2 separate regions of the Rattus norvegicus genome follow, and region 1 is linked to region 2. A link is a contact called in public Hi-C data. All regions are on one chromosome and are shown on one strand. The core of a region is the stretch at or near the end of the contact, and the rest is flanking DNA. Distances in the headings are between cores, read along the strand shown. Region 1 has its middle 59 kb from the start of Bach1. Region 2 holds the start of Cct8 (chaperonin containing TCP1 subunit 8).

Region 1 (5,688 bases), core at 2,686-5,185, 280 kb before region 2:
TCATAGTGAACTGTGGGAGTTCAGAAATCACGAGTACCTGATGTGTAGGATATCTGATGTGAGACCCCCCTGAAGGAATTGCAACCCACAGGTTGAGAGCCGCTGTCCTAAAGCAATGGGAAATGAGTTCCTGTGGCTTACAGGATACTCGGTTTGGGTTACTTTATGATAACGCCCTGAGCAAATTAAAGGAAGAAAAGGCAGCTTGGGAAATTATTCAGCAAGAGGCCAGGCAAGAGCAAGCATGATAAAACCCCACCCAGTAAAACACAGAGTCAAAGTTTCCAAATGCTTGCTACCAAGACCTATTATAAAAAAGCAAAATGACATGCCATGATGCTCTGGGCATGGACACACATGATCTATTAAAGTTTCAAAAGCAACATTTACTCACAATGTGTAATCCATATTGATAGTTTATATTCGGGTTTTTACAATGTTGGTCCATGACTCATACAAATTGATTTCTGGACCTTAACTGTCTACAAACAGCAATATAAACAAGACTCATGAGAAGAAGATGGCCCATGAAAGGAGGGGCTTCTCATATGAACTAACAATATGCCTTTTCTCCCTGAAGTATCACACACACACACACACACACACACACACACACTCACACACTCACACAGACACACATATAGACAAACACACAGACACATACACACACACATATAGACAAACACACAGACACATACACACACACACTCACACACACAGACACAGACACAGACACACACACAGAGACACACTCACACACACACACTCACACACAGACACACACACACACACACACACACACACACTGTTCCTTCTTTATCACAGCAGGGAACCATAAGTCCCTGACAGTACAGAAGAGTTATACCACTGGAAGTTTATACTCTCGGACTTATTTTCTCTACCTACCATGCACACCTCCCAAATCCTACCCATTGTGCGATAACATGAGAAGTGGTGTCTTTATAAGTTACTTGCATGTCACCGTGACCAAAACACCTCCCAGAAACAAGGTCAAGGGAGAAAGGTTTCTTTGGGCTTATAGAATAGGAAATCTCAGTCCATTACGGCAGGAAAGGCACACTGGCTTGGCCGAGACCACCCAGAGGGGGCGTGTGGCAGCGGCTAGTCTAACAAGCAAGAAATGTGGTAGGGTCTGACTTTCAGTGATCTGCCACCAGAAACCTTCCTCTGTCATCCAGGTCACCAAGTTCTAAAGGTTCCACCTTCCCCCTTCCCCAAGGTAACAATATCATCTCACAAAACTTAGAAGAGATGCCTACTGATGGCATGGAAGTCTATTAACTATCTCTCACTATTTTTGCTTGACTTGTGAAGTGAAGGTCTTGAGTCAACTGAAGTAGTCCTGAAGGAAGGTCTCGCATAAATTATGTCCTCATTGCTATGTAGACCTTCATTTCATATGGATGTGGCAACCTTGAGTAAGACACGTCTTGTAACTTTTATTTTCCACCAGGGGGCACCATGCACAAGGCATTGGATACCAACAGCACCTTAGAGATAGCCAAAGTTGGCAGGCAATACTGGAAAAACAAAAACAAAACGGTCATGCTTCAGACCATCTGACACAACTCTATGTTAGACAGTAGAGGAGAAGAGTCATTCTAGTGAGTGTTTGTAAGTTCTTAGTGTCTGGAAAGTTCAAGGTCATGGTGGAAACTGGCACACCAGTTCTAAAGGAGCTGTGCTCTGTTGTCTTCAGGCTTTTCCTGTTGGCCTTTAAGTTAGAGAGCGAGTACTGGCCTGTGGTGCTTCGCTCACCGGGGTCACCGTGGATCCCCCTGTTCTTCATTCCCCACTGCCCTCATCCCTGACCCTTGTCTCCCCTCTTCTCCACCCTCACCCCAAATAGTTCCCACCCTTGATTTCATGTCATGTCTCTTCCCTTACCTTCTTTTCCCTGACTCTTTAAGATCTCTTCCTTCCTTCTCACAATCCTGTCTAGCTTCCCAGCCTACAGCCACATGCACACACAGAGGTAACGTCAGGTGTCTGTCTGAGTCCTGCTTGTTGCACTTAACATGGTTTCCACTTGCAGCAAATTTCTTGGAAATGTCATGGTTTCACTTTTGATTGCGTAATAAAATCCCATTCGTGTAACTGTCACATTTACTTCATCCATTCATCCGTTTGCAGACATCTGTCCATTGCCTGTCTGTGGACATAATGAGACAATTAAACACAGGTGTGTAAGTATCTCTACGCTACACTGACTTAGAAACTTCAGCGTTATCCATCTGAGTCATGTGGGGTGCTGTCGTTAATTGCTTTAGAAACCTCCACAGTGGCTGCACCAGCTCACACCCCCATTGGCAGTCCTTTTTGCACATCCTCAGCCAGGATTTGTAGCCCTTTGTTTGCTTAATGACACCATCCTGAGTTGAGACAATGTCACAGAGCAGAAATAATTTGCATTTTCCTGTAGATTAAAAGCATTGACCATATTTTATGTATTTATTGGCCATTGGTAACTCTTTGAGAACTGTTTATTAAATGGATTGATCGGTCCACTTATTGATGGTTTTGTTGTTTAATTTTTGCAATTCTTTATGTAATCTAGCTATTTTTTAACTACTTTTAGATTTATGTAATTTTGTGCCCGAGAGTTTTACCTTCACCTATGTCTCTGTAGTACATGTGTGCCCAGTGCTCACAGAGGTCCCACAGAGGTCAGTAGAGGGAGGGAATTGGATCTCATGAAACTGGAGTTCCACACTGTGGTGAACCACTTCATTGGAAATGGCCACAAACTCGAGTCTTGTTTCCTAGGGTCACTTTGCTAGTGTTGAGTCTGGAGCAGTTGACGTCCACAACTGGCTTCACTCTTTCCCCTGTTTTACACACCAGGTCCCTCTGCTGCCCGGACTTCCTGTGCAGCCTGTGGGCTGGGCAGACTCCCCAGATCCTACTCTCTAAGGGTAACTAATGGTTTGCTGGGGAAGGGAGGCCTCTTCCACCCTGACTGAGGATATGAAAACCAGCAACGTAACTAAGATTGGTACCAGGAGGAGATCTATCTTTTCATTTCCAAGACTTGCTGAGTGTCCATCACCTGCTGAAGGGATGAGGGTAAGGTGGATGGCGCTAGAGGAGCCAAGTTCAGCATTGGAACGTGGGCTGTCAGGCTCCGTAGAGGTGAAAGGCAGATTGATAATTCCCGAGACTGAGCCTCCGATGAACACAGGCTCAGAGCGACTCCAGGGTTTTTCTCGGTCGATGAGGTCTTTGCCCAACCTTGTGATTCCCTACCTGTGCTGGGCCTCCTGCAACCTGCCGCCTTCAGCTGGGCCTTCTCTCACACATGCTAAGATGAGGAGGCTCGCTGCGTTCTGGCTGTTCTCTCTTCTCAACCTCTTCTCCTTTCACCCCCGCTAGGTCAGTTTTTAACAACTTGACCTCTCAAGCCAGGAAGATGACCAGCCACTGCCATCTAGATCTTAAGGAGTGACAAGGGCTTTGTCTCCAGTGCTGAACCATCTCCCTGATCTGCCACTAGAGGTGAGGTGGGTGGGACTGTCCTGGGGACTGTCTTATCTCGCCTAACTTTCCTTACAGCTTCAGGTTTGTCCTCCTGCCAGCACACTTCACAGCTCACCACACTGTCATGTCTTTCCCTCCACGTTTAAGGATTCTTGCATTGCCTCATGTGATTAGTGAATCTCCCTGTTCTCCTCTGCAAAGTGGTAGTCGGGGAGGTGACACCCACTATCGTCCTGCCCTGTCCTCAGCCACCGCTGGTCTCCTTCGCCCACCCTGTAAGAGCACAGCACAGCGTCACAAGTAGGAGCTGCCAGACCCAGTGTCTTCTGAAGTTTCACAAACAGCTTAACAATTTCACCGCAGTAGCAGTGCTGGGGTTTGCCATGAGCCAGTGGGAACAACGTGGCCGTGAGATCTGACAGAGCTGTTTCGACATCCAGATTGATGAGTCGGGGAATTCCTATGAAGCATTACACAGCATCCGAGAGCCTTTGCCCTGTTGAAGTTGCTTCTGTGAGTCAGATCGGATTCTTGCTGACCCAAGAGGCAAAGTAAATGTAGAGGAAGTTCTCCGCATTACCTGTCACGAACACCAATTTTGTTTGTCTTTAATTATCTGGGTAACTGCTCTGGTTCCTCTACTTGCCTTTACTGAGAGGCGGAACAGGGACAGACAGAGTATTCATGGAGGCTGCTTTCCCCCCACCCCCATCCCCTGGAGCTGAAGACCAAACCCAGGACCTTGCACACCTCGGAGCTGTTTTTCAAGTACAGCTTCTTTGGCCTGACCTCCCCACTCCCTAAAGCAATGGCTTAGTTATCTGTCCTTGCCTTGTGCCTATCAGCGTCTGGACTGCTGTAAAGTAATGAGGCCTTTCTAATTGATCTGTGTTGCTGCCCTCCTGGAATTAGGAGGGTTGTTTTTAATGCATCTTAAATAGTCAAATCTTCTTTTTAAAATATAACATGTAGATTAACTTCCTAATGTAAAAAACAGGAAAGTGGCTAAGACAGGGGTCTCCAGGATTTTCCAAGGGTACAATTCTACTCTTGAAGATAGTTTTTGACAACCACGTATAAATCAAGCCAGAGTTCATCAGATACACACACATTCACACATTCTCTCTCCTGTCTCTCTCTCCTCTCTCTCTCTCTCTCTCTCTCTCTCTCTCTCTCTCTCTCTCTCTCTCTCTCTCCCTCTCCACTGGTGTTTCTATGCCCATGGACAGCTGTCATTAAAGTCTCTGGACGTGATGGTTTGAAAACTTAAGAGGTGAAAGGTGAGTATAGGGCTGTTGAGTGAGTTAACAAACGTTTACATGGCAGAAGTGGCATTTCAGGGGAGTATGAACACACCATTTGGCATCAGCATGCAACCCCCAAGGGCAAGTTGAAGCCTACCCACCCAAAGGATCCGCAGATCTGCAGAAATCCCCTGCTGGGTGTCACTCAATAAAGGGTGCAGTCTTCTGAGTTCTGCCTCTTTGTATCTCGGGAAGTCCCACTATATAGTTCAGACATGTCAAATTATACCCCAATAACGAATGACCCCAACTCTCAATTGTTCACGACCACACAGGTTTATTAATTTCTTGAGGCGTTCTAGAGAAAGAGGTGGAAGCTTTATCTGTCATCAGCACGAAGAACCTGAGAAAATAGCTCATTGGACTGTGGTAACTGAGAAGTCCTGTGATCTTCCACATGCAAGTTGAAGACTCTTTGCATCCAGACCAAAGGCCGGAGATCCCGTGGAACCCGTGGCTTGTCTGGGCACAAAGACAAACAGTGCCCAAGCAGGAGGAGGTGTATTTTCCTCTGCTCCCTGTTCTTTTCAGAACCTCAGTAGACTGACAAAATGACACCTACTTAACGGGAGAAAGCAGCCTAGTTTACTGAGTCGCTATTCCAGTGCTAAGGTTACCCATAAGTGTCCTCACGGGCACAGACACAGAGCCAGTGCCTGAGCCAATCCACATGATGCATAAAGCAAGCCATCACATCCACACCACATGCCAAGCAAAAGTAGCTCTGGCTTTTCTGGAGAGAAAGGGCGGACAGAGAGGGCGGTGTAGCGCTTCCTGGTGCATTTGCCCACCGCTTTTCCTGCCTGTATTTCATTACCCACCCACTTCTCCTCAAATGGCCTGTGATGACATAATAGGTTTGACCCCCAAAGATTCCTGTGTTCGA
Region 2 (6,028 bases), core at 824-3,323:
CTACTTTTTTACATAATCCAAGACCACCGGCCCAGAGATGGCACCATCCAGCATGGGCTGAATGCCTCCTACCCACCATGGATCACTAAATGAGAAAATGCCTCACAGTTGGATCTCATGGAGGCATTTCCTCAGCTGAGGCTCCTTCCTCTCTGATGATGGTAACTTGCATCAAATTGACATACAAAACCAGCCAGTACATACAGTTTAACCCAAATTACGCAAAATTAACAAACCTTCATTTAAAAGGAATAACTGGCAATTAAAATCTAATTCCTTGATGAGTTAAATGGATTTTAATTCTTTCCATTTCCACAAGTACAAAGCCAACTTTTACTGTAAACTTTTAATGAAAATGTATCAGTTGTCTTGAACTCAAGTTTAGTTTTTCAGGGTCTAGTTAGCAAATTTTGCCAAGATTTAATTCCTCATAGTTACTTTTTTTTTTTTTTCCTATTCTTTTTTCGGAGCTGGGGACCGAACCCAGGGCCTTGCGCTTGCTAGGCAAGCGCTCTACCACTGAGCCAAATCCCCAACCCCTCATAGTTACTTTTAACAAGCCAGGTATAATTTTACGTCTCTTTTCACTTTTATCCATAAATGGTGCTCTCTGAGAAAATGGGTTTTTGGGTTTTTTTAGCTGGTCCATGAGCAGGAGAAAATCTTAGACCGTCATACTGCTCAGGTCGCATGTACTTCACAGTCATAGAATCCGCATAGAGGTTTAAAATGATTGATTGTTTGTTACTGTGTACTGTAGTAATCAACTATTGTTTATATTATAAATCAAACTACTAAACATAAATATTAAAACAGAACAGTGAACATTAGAGGGTAACATAATATCATTGAAAATATCTTTTTTTTAAGGAGTGACATTTACAAGTTTTTTTTCCCAAATATTTTATATGTGGCTTAATGGAAGACAAAAGGTATAAGAGGCTCCTTGTTCTTTTCACATTCATACTGTGAAATACTGAACGCCCTGTAGGCCTTCAGAACGCCCCACAGGAAGAGAGGAGTCTCCTCTGTATTAGTATGGAAATACTTCCATAGTAATGGACCCTGAGAGTGTTGGAGAGCCTCAGAGGTGTCCAAACAAGTCTTTGAGAACCACTGACCTTTTGCACTGTCTTCCAATACAGATGGCTCACTTACCTTGTCGTCTTAGGTGACAAGAAAGTATTATTTTTATGGTTACATATTTTAAATGCTTATTAGAAAAAAATTGCAACTGATCATACACTTGAAATTATGAATCTGTCCCAATTTAAAGAAAACTTTAATTTCTGTATGTCCAAAGACTCACCAAAATGTTTCGTAGTTTTCTGCAAGGGCGGGAGATGCTTCCATTTTTTGTATTTTTTTATTGTAAGACTTTTACCTTCTCTGTGAAACGGTTCTATTTACATTAACTCCGTCGATTTGGAAAGATATAGCAGTGGCATGTGGGGGAGTAGAGGGGATTTTTTTTTTATACATACAAAGGGTTAAATATGCACACTTTGCAATCTGTCAACCTGAGGTAGAAATCATCCTTCAATATTTATTGGCTCGGTGACCTCTGGTGTATCACTTAAATTGTGGATGTCAATATTCAGTCTTACATTTGACCAGTAACAAAGATAACTACACTTAAGCAAACCACTTAGATCTGCCACACACGTGCACTCCACAAGTTGCAACCCTCGTTACTATTTCAGTTATCACCTTCGAATCTTCAGGGCTTCCTACAGTGCCCAACGGACACACGGAGGACCACCATTGGTAGTTTGCAAGGACGAGGGCAGGTGAGCATAGAGAAGAAAAGGCTACCTTGTCCCGGTGCTAGATCTGCAGGAGTAGTGCAAATGAAGGTTAATAAGTGGGGTGCCCACCTCAGAAATGTCACAAGCCAAACCTTCCAACCAGAGTTTGCTAATTAACTTAGGACAAGGGACACGAATCAGGCCTGCGAACCGAGATCGGCCTAATCGTTCGATTTAATCGGAGATCGGCAGATTGGGTCTGTCTGCTGGAACCTCTCTATGGAGCTCACTCTCGTTCTCGCGATACTTCAGATGAGATGATGGGTGAAGGGGCGGGGCGACCGGCCATAGAAGACCGTGAGGCAGCGCAAAGGCACCTTCCCAGCAGGCTTTGCGCGGGGCACCTTGCTTCCTTGGAGCGAGCGCGTGAGCGGTTGATTGCGGGCTAGCCATGGCGCTTCACGTCCCCAAGGCCCCGGGCTTTGCCCAGATGCTCAAAGATGGAGCAAAAGTAGGTGGCATAGAGAGTTTGTGCGGTGGGAGGGCGGGCCCGCGCTGTGGCGCCCGCGAAAGGCCTGCAAACGTGCGACCGCGCCGCGATCCGGGATAGAGAAGGTTCTAGAAAGGGAGCTGTGCTCTGGATGCCCGGTCGCTGAAACCCGTGGGCATTTCTGTTATTGCCCCAGCGAGGTTGGCCGGAGGGAACAGGACAAGGCTAGGGGTTTGCGTCCCAGCTCTGCATGTGTCCGTGGGATGGAGCCCAGGGGCCCCGCCCTTAACGGGAGCTGGCGATGCAGTTAATGAGTTTGGACAGAATTGATAACCGGTTGTTTTGGGGTCCGGACTTGTAGGGTGGAAGTGACAGGAGTCCGGCATAGTAACCTTTGAGCCTGCTCTTGGTTGCTTCCTTCCAAAAGGTAATCATGGACCATCCAGAGACATCCAATCCCAACTGTTTTACTGAAAACCCACCTCTGGAAGTTGTGTTTCCTTTATCTTTTCTGAATTGAGGAGACCGAGCCAAAGGCTGTTACTGTCTTTTCATCCTGACTGTCCGATTTCGTAGCCTACAGGATAAGTGAAGCCCCAGGACAGGTCAAATAGTGTTATCCCTTAGAACACAGTTTCAGGAGTGTTTTTATTTTATTTATTTATTTATTTATTTATTTATTTTTGTCAACGGTCACACTGCTTATGGAGTGATTTGTCTCGAGATGCTCAAGCTACCAGAAAACTTTGCTTTGACTTCCATATTTCTGGAACTTGTAGAAAAAGATAAATGCATTGAATTTAAGGTCTTCGGGGAAATAGAGGGTCCTTAACAGTTTAGAGGGCTAGCTTCTCTTTGTAGTGATAAGTTGGCACACTAAATGGATGTCAGGATTTAATGTAAGTTAGTAAGTTCTGGAAATGATACTGCTTCCCATTTGAGGGGTCTTTTTCTCCTTCACTCAGACTGAGGAAATGATATTTAAAGGATTTCTCTGGAAGGCTAGCACTTAAGCACAGAGATACTGTATGTAAATCAGTACTGAGGGGACCATGATGAAGATACATTTAAGTCCCCTCCAAAAGATTTCAGGTTAAAGGCTAGTACTAATAGGTTGGGATTGTAGATTAATGGTGGATTGCGTTTTTGTGTTCAATCCCTGGGTAAAGGCGGGGAGAAGAACAGTTGTTAATTAGCTAGGTGAGTCTAAATAACCTGCCAAGTAGGAGCTGCCAATCACCCCATTATTTTACAGGTAGAAAGTGATTGGGCACAATGGCAAGTTAGGGGTAAACTGAGGCTGTTGAGACCCCATCTGAAGGATGCCTATGTGATCCTGGCTGTTTCTTAGAAGCATAATTAGCAGAGGTATCTGAAGATTCTTCATTACCATATTTAAGCAGACGTTTTCTCTTGCAGCATTTCTCAGGATTAGAAGAGGCTGTGTATAGAAATATACAGGCTTGCAAGGAGCTGGCCCAGACCACCCGTACAGCATATGGACCAAATGGTAATGGCCAAATTCAGGCTGGGAAAGATGTGCCGTGATTGTTAGCTGCCTCGTTTCGTCCTGTGGGCGTTACTGTATAGTGCAGGTCTTACACACAGTTTTATAGTTGGTGGCATGATGTGCTTCTAACTTTTAGTTAGAAATTCAGCTTTCTGGAAAAAGAGAAATTAAAACCGATACTATTATCCTCTTAGGTCAAAGGAAAATTCAGCGTGCTCACTATTGGCACCTCCCTTTATTATGGAAAGGGCTGAGCAGTTGGAACAAAACAACATAGTATAAGACAACACTTCTTACCTTTAACCACCAGCTGAATTAAAGACACACACAAGGAGATGAAGGATAAAACCAAGTGTGCTTCTAAGCGTACTGTTTTTGTATGTGTTAATTCCTGTGTATTGAGCACTGCTTACATGCTAAGCATGTGGGTGTTTACTCAGGGAAAGGCCATGGGTTTGTGATACAGATCTAAAACAGTATTATTTCTGCCCATGTTTTCTTGGGTTATGTGGGGGAATATTTGGATAGTAATGGATTCTTTTCTCTTTGCAACTGTTTCTGAGGAATGAATAAAATGGTGATTAATCGCCTGGAGAAGTTGTTTGTGACCAACGATGCAGCGACTATTTTAAGAGAGCTAGAAGTAAGTATTGCTTTAAAACCATGAAAACCCATGACAAACATAGTTGAAACTGTATTTCAGTTTAGATGAAAAAAGGCCATTACTTCAAGTTTATCGTGAAGGGTTATGTGACCTAGTTTCTAGATTTGCCATTTTGGGTTGTGGAGTATTGGTCTGATGATCAAATTTATTATTCTATAGATTGGTTTTAATATGAATTCTCCAGTGATATAAAAATAGCTGGTAAATAACAATGCATTTTCCTTTTTTCCTGAAGTTTTATTGTCCAAGAGGGTATAGAACAGATACTTAGAGCAGAGATGAGAGGAATGTAATACCCATTTCTCGTCCTATTAGACCCTATAGTTTAGTATTGGAGAAGAATATAATCTGTGTTTTAAAGAAAATGAAGTCACATTTCTATAACATATTAAAATGCTAACTAAAAATTTAGCTTCACAGAATATTTGTGGAGGAATGTTTTTGTGGTAAACGAAATGAGGACTGGAGTTGAGAGTGCATACTGCTCTTGTGGTTCAGATCCCACAGCATGCAGCTCACAGCCTGGAATCCTAGCTCAGAGGGACCCACCACCCTCTTACAGTCCTCAGCACCTATATTCACACATAGCCACACGCAAAAATAAAAATAACCCTTCAAAACCTGTATACTGTCAGAATAACAGAGCTGCAGTGTGGGCTTAGAGGGTGAATTAGTGATTTGTAAACGTGGCCTGGGGAGGTAGCGCTGTAATGTAGTACTTGACTAGCAAGCACTAAGCCCCACTACGTTCTGTCCCCATTACTGAACATTTGCATTGAAGAGTGTCTATAAAATTAATTCCTAAGAACTTGAGGATTTTGTGGCTTTTTAAAAATACTTTCAGGCTTGGGGTGTAGTTCAGTTTGTAGGTGCTTGTCTAGGGTTTGATTTGCAATACTGTGTAAACTTGTATAAACGTGTGACAGCTTCTGCCTGTGATCCCAGCACTCAGGAGATGGAGGAGGACAAAAGGATCATAACTTCAAAGTCATCCTCAGCTATAGTCTAAGCTGCATGTACTATCTCAAAAGAGAAAAAAGGGAAGTCATAGGTTCCTTTGGATTTTTTTTTTTTTTTAAACAGGAGCATGTTTAGAAATGTAAGTGATACTGAGACTCTGGTCTGTTTTATTTCTTCTAAAAACTTTTGTTTTCGAGACAAGGTTTTTGTGTTCCTGGATGTCGTGAACTGGCTCTGTAGACCAGGCTGGCTTGGAACTCCAGAGATCCCCTCCTGCCTTTGCCTCCTGAATGCTGGGATTAAAGGTGTGCACCAACAGGCCTGGCAAACTATTTTTTAACCATTAAAAAGTTAGTATGTGGAGAAAATTGGTGAGACCAGTGTATCAGATGTTAGGATGGAGAAAATAAAGGGTGACGCTAAAGTTTTATGCCAAGTGTTTGAGAAGATGACAATTGATAGGTGTCACCACACCAGCTTCTCTTCTAAAGACTTCAAAATTGCTGAGTTTAACAGTTGCAAATGCTTTATTTTCTCAGTTAGGTATGAATATGGTACTTTTGTGGAGCTGTGTATAATGGGCGGCTATCAGAAGGATGCTTTGAAATGATTTCATTTGTACTGGTGAATTTGTGCTGAGAAACCATAGTTTAACA

What was found. A called contact is a pair of places that touch in the nucleus more often than the background predicts.
Region 1: a contact with region 2 is called in a Hi-C map of liver, with 5 times the contacts expected there. The contact joins the enhancer-like site here to the promoter of Cct8 in region 2. A contact is called at or near these places in 11 of 12 Hi-C or Micro-C datasets (the A7r5 cell line, the Rat2 cell line, Schwann cells and 7 more) and 1 of 1 datasets of contacts at active chromatin or transcription factors (oligodendrocytes).

What each region holds. Positions count from the first base shown.
Region 1 is chr11:40,481,733-40,487,420 of GRCr8, reverse strand. No RefSeq gene overlaps it. Among named protein-coding and RNA genes, the nearest start is that of Bach1, 59 kb to the right of the region's middle. Within about 2 kb of position 3,935, at least 16 of the 93 cell types and tissues checked have an H3K27ac peak or open chromatin away from gene starts, as enhancers often do. A contact at or near this core is called in the A7r5 cell line, Schwann cells, hepatocytes and 1 more, where this site is marked.
Region 2 is chr11:40,204,373-40,210,400 of GRCr8, reverse strand. It overlaps Cct8 (chaperonin containing TCP1 subunit 8), which reads left to right and starts at 2,073. Exons shown (of 15, transcript NM_001105897.2): 1 at 2,073-2,259; 2 at 3,658-3,748; 3 at 4,312-4,391. The coding sequence starts at 2,200.